2 separate regions of the Mus musculus genome follow, and region 2 is linked to region 1. The links are chromatin contacts, called in public promoter capture Hi-C maps. All regions are on one chromosome and are shown on one strand. The core of a region is the stretch at or near the end of the contact, and the rest is flanking DNA. Distances in the headings are between cores, read along the strand shown.

The links. Promoter capture Hi-C pulls out the DNA fragments that hold promoters and counts their contacts.
Region 2: a contact with region 1 is called in a promoter capture Hi-C map of pre-B cells. The contact joins the promoter of Gabbr1 here to the promoter of Sod2 in region 1. A contact is called at or near these places in 4 of 39 promoter capture datasets (cranial neural crest, maxillary cranial neural crest, pre-B cells and 1 more).

Annotation. Positions count from the first base shown.
Region 1 is chr17:13,006,260-13,009,423 of GRCm38.p6, forward strand. It overlaps Sod2 (superoxide dismutase 2, mitochondrial), which reads left to right and starts at 1,580. Exons shown (of 5, transcript NM_013671.3): 1 at 1,580-1,809; 2 at 1,925-2,127. The coding sequence starts at 1,787.
Region 2 is chr17:37,044,373-37,047,492 of GRCm38.p6, forward strand. Gabbr1 (gamma-aminobutyric acid (GABA) B receptor, 1) reads left to right here and starts at 1,594. Exons shown (of 23, transcript NM_019439.3): 1 at 1,594-1,917; 2 at 2,323-2,404; 3 at 3,082-3,120. The coding sequence starts at 2,323.

The sequences.
Region 1 (3,164 bases), core at 330-2,829:
ATCTGAAGACCGCTTTGACATCAGCCATGGAGACGCAGAGTTTGGAGTTTACCCAGCTGGTTTCCTGTCTTTCTTTGGGGATTACAGTTAAGTGATTGGATGAATCTCAGAAGAGACCTTGAACTTTGGATTTTTAATATTGTTGAGACTGCTATAGACTATGAGGACTTGAAAAGTTTGACTAAATGCATTTTTTTTTGTTTTTGTTTTTGTTTTTTTTTTTTGAGGCAGGGTTTCTCTGTATAGCCCTGGCTGTCTTGGAAATCACTTTGTAGACCAGGCTAGCCTTGAACTCAGAAATCCGCCTGCCTCTGTCTCCGGAGTGCTGGGATCAAAGGCATGTGCCACCACACCACCATAGCATTTTGCATTATGCTATGTTTAAGTATGGCCCCCCATAGACTCATGTTTTTGAACAAGTCTATGGGGGGCCAGGGAGTGGAGCATGATGGTTTGTATATTCTTGGGCCAGGGAATGGCACCATCTGGAGGTGTGGCCTTGTTGGAATAGGTGTGACCTGGTTGGAATGGGTGTGTCACTGTGGGTGTGGGCATAAGATCCTCACCCTAGTTGCCTGGAAGTTAGTCTTCCACTAGCTGCCTTTGGATGAGGACATAGAACTCTCAGCTCTGCCTGTGCCATGCCTGCCTGGATACTGCCATGCTCCCACCTTAATGATAATGGACTGAACCTCTGAACCTGTAAGCCAGCCACAAGTAACTGTTGTTTTTTATAAGACTTGCCTTGGTCATGGTGTCTGTTCACAGCAGTAAAACCCTAACTAAGACACAGGTCATCCATACAGCTCCGGTCTGACGCCTGTGGACAGGTTTCTCCCTACCGGAAAGCATCCTCTTGCAATTCCCCTTACCCTAAGCCCTGTCATCCTTAGGAGGCCTGCAAAGGGGGTGGGAAAAAACCACCGGGAACTACTCAGCCAACTGCCTTCTGCTTTCTTAGTGTTTTCTAATCAGGGAAGACATAAACCCATTAAGTAGAAGAGGAAAGCTGTATAATTGTTATGGAAACATTTGATAGCCACTGCTTCTTAGACTAATAAGTCCACAAAGGGAAACAATGTCCTTTTACATTTGGTCGAGTGGGTTGGTTTTTGAAGTCACTGAATGTTGCAGAGTTTAATCAAGAAAGATGAACCTCGCCTTCTAATCCGGACTCTTACTAGTTAACTGGCAAGCTGCACCCGGAGTCCGCAACCCCAGTCTCAGGGGCAACAAAGATGAACACACGCAAACCTGCGACGTGATTTAATGTCAGGTTAGGCCCCAGGGAAGGTCACTCCGGGCATAAATTAACTGGGTCAGAGGGGCCCTGATTACTCCATAATTCTGACCAGCAGCAGAGCCTTGGCTTTCCGGAGGAAAGTCTCCAGGGTTTCCCAGAAGCAGGAGTAGAAATAGAGTGGAAGCTTTGCAGCTCACAGCCAGAGCTGGACAGGGCGGCCCGAGGAGGGGCGGAGCCACACCGCGGGGCGGACGGGGTTCCCCGAGGCGGGGCGGGGCCAAGGCCGATGGTGGGGGCGTGGCTGTAGCAAGCACGCGGCCTCTACCAATTTGGCACAGGGGAGACGTTGCCTTCCCAGGATGCCGCTCCGTTATGCGCCGGGCCGTCCGTGTCGCCGTCCTCCCCTCCGCTGATGGGCGCTGCGGGCAGGGTCACCGCTTCGCTGTGTCCTTGCGGACGCCGGGCGGACGCTGCCTAGCAGACGCGCGCCTGCGAGCGAACGGCCGTGTTCTGAGGAGAGCAGCGGTCGTGTAAACCTCAATAATGTTGTGTCGGGCGGCGTGCAGGTGAGCGGCAGGGCCCCGGGGCCTCGGCGTCCCCTACGGGTGGGTCTCGGGGCGGCGGGCGTGGCTGGCTCGCCGTGTCAGTGGCGTGACCCGCCGTCCTCTCTGTTCCTCTCAGCACGGGCAGGAGGCTGGGCCCTGTGGCCGGTGCCGCGGGCTCCCGGCACAAGCACAGCCTCCCAGACCTGCCTTACGACTATGGCGCGCTGGAGCCACACATTAACGCGCAGATCATGCAGCTGCACCACAGCAAGCACCACGCGGCCTACGTGAACAATCTCAACGCCACCGAGGAGAAGTACCACGAGGCTCTGGCCAAGGGTAGGTGCGGGGCCCCTGCACACGAGGATCCCGGTGGCCGGACGGAGGTCTGTTTCGATGCCGGGGAATACCTCCGTTGGTTCGCATAAACGTCCTTTCCTATCCCGGAAAACACAGGACCTCACGAAAGTACTTGACGGACCTTACTGTTGTGTCCTTTTTTGTCACCCGTGTTGCTAGCTAGCATTGGTGGTGGTCCTTTAAAGACAGCTCTCGGACGCTGCTCCTTTTTGCGTAATGAATATTTAGTTTTTGTTTTGCATATGAATATTTAAAATATGCGGTTGTTATATAACGTGGCTTCAGGAGAGTTTGTTTTGCTTATTTTTCAGGTAGCCTTGGCAGCCATTTGCAGGAGGGTTGAGAGTGCCCGAGCTGGGTCAGCCAGGTGCCCTTGGGTGAGAGGGTGGTTGGGGCTAGAAGTGGCTGGGGTTTTGCTGAGAGCAAGCGATATTGGTGGCCTGGCAGCAGGTGCAGGAGAGGGTCTGAAGTGGCATCAGAAGACTGCAGTCCGAGTTGTGATTATTGTCACCGTTGTGGACAACAATAGGATTAGTTCAGTCTAGGGCTGGGACTCCCTGACCCCTTGGATATCTCTGGACATCCTGTTTCACACTCTTTACCCTTGGGGGGGGGGGGAGGAAAAGACAGGAACGAGCACTTAGCTGCAGAACAGGCTAGACTTGGTACTTTTGGGGTCAAAGTTCACAAGAAAAATAGCTATTTTGTGAGAAACTGAGTATCTGTCACTGAATGGAACAGTAGGCAAGCTTATTTATTTACCTATATTTTTAAGCGCTCAGCCAACAAAATCCATAGTGCAGAGTTCTGTGTTTGCACCCCTAGATGATGTATATGGGAATGCTATAGTATTAAAAAACCTCTGTGTGTGTGTGTGTGTGTGTGTGTGTGTGTGTGTGTGTGAATGGATTCGTGCTGACACACGGAGCCAGTGGAGGTTAGAGGATAACCTAGGGCATTGGTTCTCTCCTTCCACTGTGGTATCCAGAAACTAAGCTCAGATTGTCAATTCAAGT
Region 2 (3,120 bases), core at 344-2,843, about 24 Mb after region 1:
ATAACTTCAGTTGGTCTTATTGAGAGGGCAGGCCACTCAGAGGAGGGTGGCTGTCTCTTCTGGTGGTTAGAACTCCTTCCTACTCTCTTTTGCTCACTATTTAGTCCAGTGGTTCTCAGACTCTTTCCAGGCAACATTTAAAAGCTTGTGGGGCTTTTTTTTTTTTTTTTTTTGTATTTAGAACTGTGAGAGGGGGTGTACATATGGGTAGAACCTGTGTAAAAGCTGTCCTCCTGCCAGATAAGAGTTCTCTCTTTATCCAGATTTTCAGAAGTCCCCCAGGACATTCATGTAGGTAAAAACTTGTGTTTAATTATCTGAGCCTAGAACTTAATAGTCTTTTTTTTTTTTTTAATGGTCTGAATATGCAGCGAACTTTCTAGGAATGCAATTACAGTTCTGTGTGAGTTTAGGGAAGCTTGACTTTGCTACCAAGAGTTGCTCAACATTTCCTGAAGTCACTACATTGATGGCAACATGCCGGAGGTAGTTGAGTCACTGGCTATGCACCTGTATCAGTGTGTTGGTAGAAGTTTCATTTCTGTGACTCTAAGGAGAGGTGTAAGCATTTGCCTGCTTCGAGGGAAACGGCACTCACTCTAAAATACTGTTTATGTTGTAGCAAATTGCTATGCTCCTTCTTATAGATGGGGAAATATTTTGTTCTTTTTAGTCACGTGCATAGGGAAGTGATGTAATCTATGATTATTAGTTCGTGGTTTAGGAGTCATTACAAATACTTGTTCTAACATAGGGTTGAAGGTTGAGAGCCTTGGTTCTCCTGGGTCTCATAATACCTGCTTTCCACCCACCTCTCTGGAAGAACTAGCCAGCAAAGGAGTGCCTCCCCCAGCCCCCGCCACACTCCCTTTTTCATCTTTCTGTCCATCAAGTTATGGACAGACAATCGCAATGCAGGAGCTTTGGCTGTCAGACTTCTCTGTCAGGGCCTCCAGTTTACCCTTAGTCAAGAATGGCAGGTCTGGTCCGAGTGTTGATAATACAGGCTCATGCTCACGTAGAGGTTTTCTTTCTTTATGCCCTCTCCTTTCTCCATCTACCTCAGTATCTCTTCTGATGCCCCTGATCTCTTGCTCCCCGCCATAAGCTGGCAAGTAGCCTACTGCTGGACTAACGAGCCACCCGGGGCTCCCAGTTCTAGCTCTTCTATCCTATTTTTCTCCTAGTGCTCCCTCCACCATCGGCTGCCCTTTTGACCCTTGATTCTCCCTTCCCCTTCAAGGTCTGTTCCCCAGGCATATGACGTCTTCCCTCCTTACGCCAGGTCCAGATCTGTCTTCCTTTTGTACAAACACATCCTTTCTTCACCTTCATCCAGGCTCCTTGTCTTTGTGCCAGCTCCTCTGCTTTAGGCTTGGGTCCTATAACCCCCTACAGCCCCCCCTCCTGTCTCCATCAGTCTAGTCTGCGGGTCTCTCGGCAGCTCTTAGTCCCCCGCCTGCATGCGTGGTCGCCTATGTTCCCCTCCATCCTACCTCTACGCCCTCCCGCGCCGTGGGCGGTCTAGGGAGGGGCCGGGATCCGGGGCGGCTCCTGGGGCTCGGGTTGTGGGAGGCGCCCTCTCCGATCTCCCCCTCCCTTCCCCCCGCCCCGTCTTCCCCTGCACCCTCCTTCCTCCCTCCGCCCGAGAGCTTCCCCGGTCCCCGGCGCCGCCTCCTTCCCTCCCGGCACCGTGCTCTCGCGGCCGCCGTCGCCCCGGGGAAGGAGAGACGGGGGTGGGGTTTGCGGGTAGCGATCGCGAAGGGGAGAGACCCCGGCCGGGCTGGAGCCTGGATTCCTGTGGAAGAAGAACAGGGGGAGGGGAAGCTGGAGGACCGGGAGGGAGAACGGGGAGCCGCGGCCGGGCCTGGGCCCTTGAGGCCCGGGGAGAGCCGCGGAGCGGGACCGGCCGCCGAGGTAAGACCGGGGCCCCACGACCGGGGCTTGGCAAGGAGGCCGGTGGACGTAGGGTAGGGCCGGGGGGTGCGTGGGGTTCGGGTGCGAGAGGCGAGTGATGGGGTAGCGGGACCCCTGAGCGTGGGTAAGCTGGGCTAGCGCTAGCCACAGGGGCTGCTGAGAGGAGGTGGAGTCCCGGGAGGGTGGGGGGCCGAGGGAGGCCGGAGGAGGGTGGGGACAGGCGCTCTCTCCTCCTCTCCCCCCCAGCCCGTGCGGCTCCGCCCCCGCCTCCTCCGCGGGGCGCCCTTCGCGTCCCGAACCGCGCGGTTGGAGCCCGTGAGGTGCGCGGAGCGAGACCTGTCCGTCGGCTGGCCCAGGCCGCGGCCGGCGGGCTCCTCCGTGCCCTCACTGTTGCCTTTTCCTCAGATGCTGCTGCTGCTGCTGGTGCCTCTCTTCCTCCGCCCCCTGGGCGCTGGCGGGGCTCAGACCCCCAACGTCACCTCGGAAGGTGCACCCATCTCCGGCGCCCTGGACCTCTTCCACCCCACAGCTCGTTTCCTTGCACGTCTCCTTTCCTCATCACTCTTGCGGCAGGACCTCCCCCCGCCCCCATCCCTGGCATCCTGGTCCGCAGCCACTTCACAACTCCTGACCTCCTTTCTGTCACTCCGCATCACCACCAGCACCCATTTCCTCTACCTCACGTTGCTACACTACACCGTTTTTCTGTGACCCCGAATTATCTCAGCCCCACCTCCCTTTCCGGGCCCCACGTTACTACAGCGCCCCCCTTCCGTAGTCCACCTTGTTGCTTTGATGGGTTTGTGTGGTCCTTGTTCAGTGGGTTTGTGTGGTCCTCACCGGTATTCTCCTTCGGCCCTGTCCCTCATTTAAACCACCGAACATTATAGCCCTTAGGATTTCTTCTTAGATATTTGTCTCCATTATACTTCTTAACCGGTGGACTCTCGCACCAGCTTTAGCCCTAACCCACGACGCTGGGTTCTGCAGCTTGGGGTTCTTAACTGTTCCCACTCCCAGCTTCCAGTCGTGTGTCCCGTGTGCCCCTCCTTTTCTGTCCCCCTGCCCCAACCCCACCATTGACCACGCCCTGCTCTTCCCCCTTCCACTGCGCGCTGCCTTCCCGCTCCCACGGTTCCCCTGTGCCTCCCCATTCCCTCTCAGGTTGCCAGATTATACATCCGCCCTGGGAAGGTGGCATCA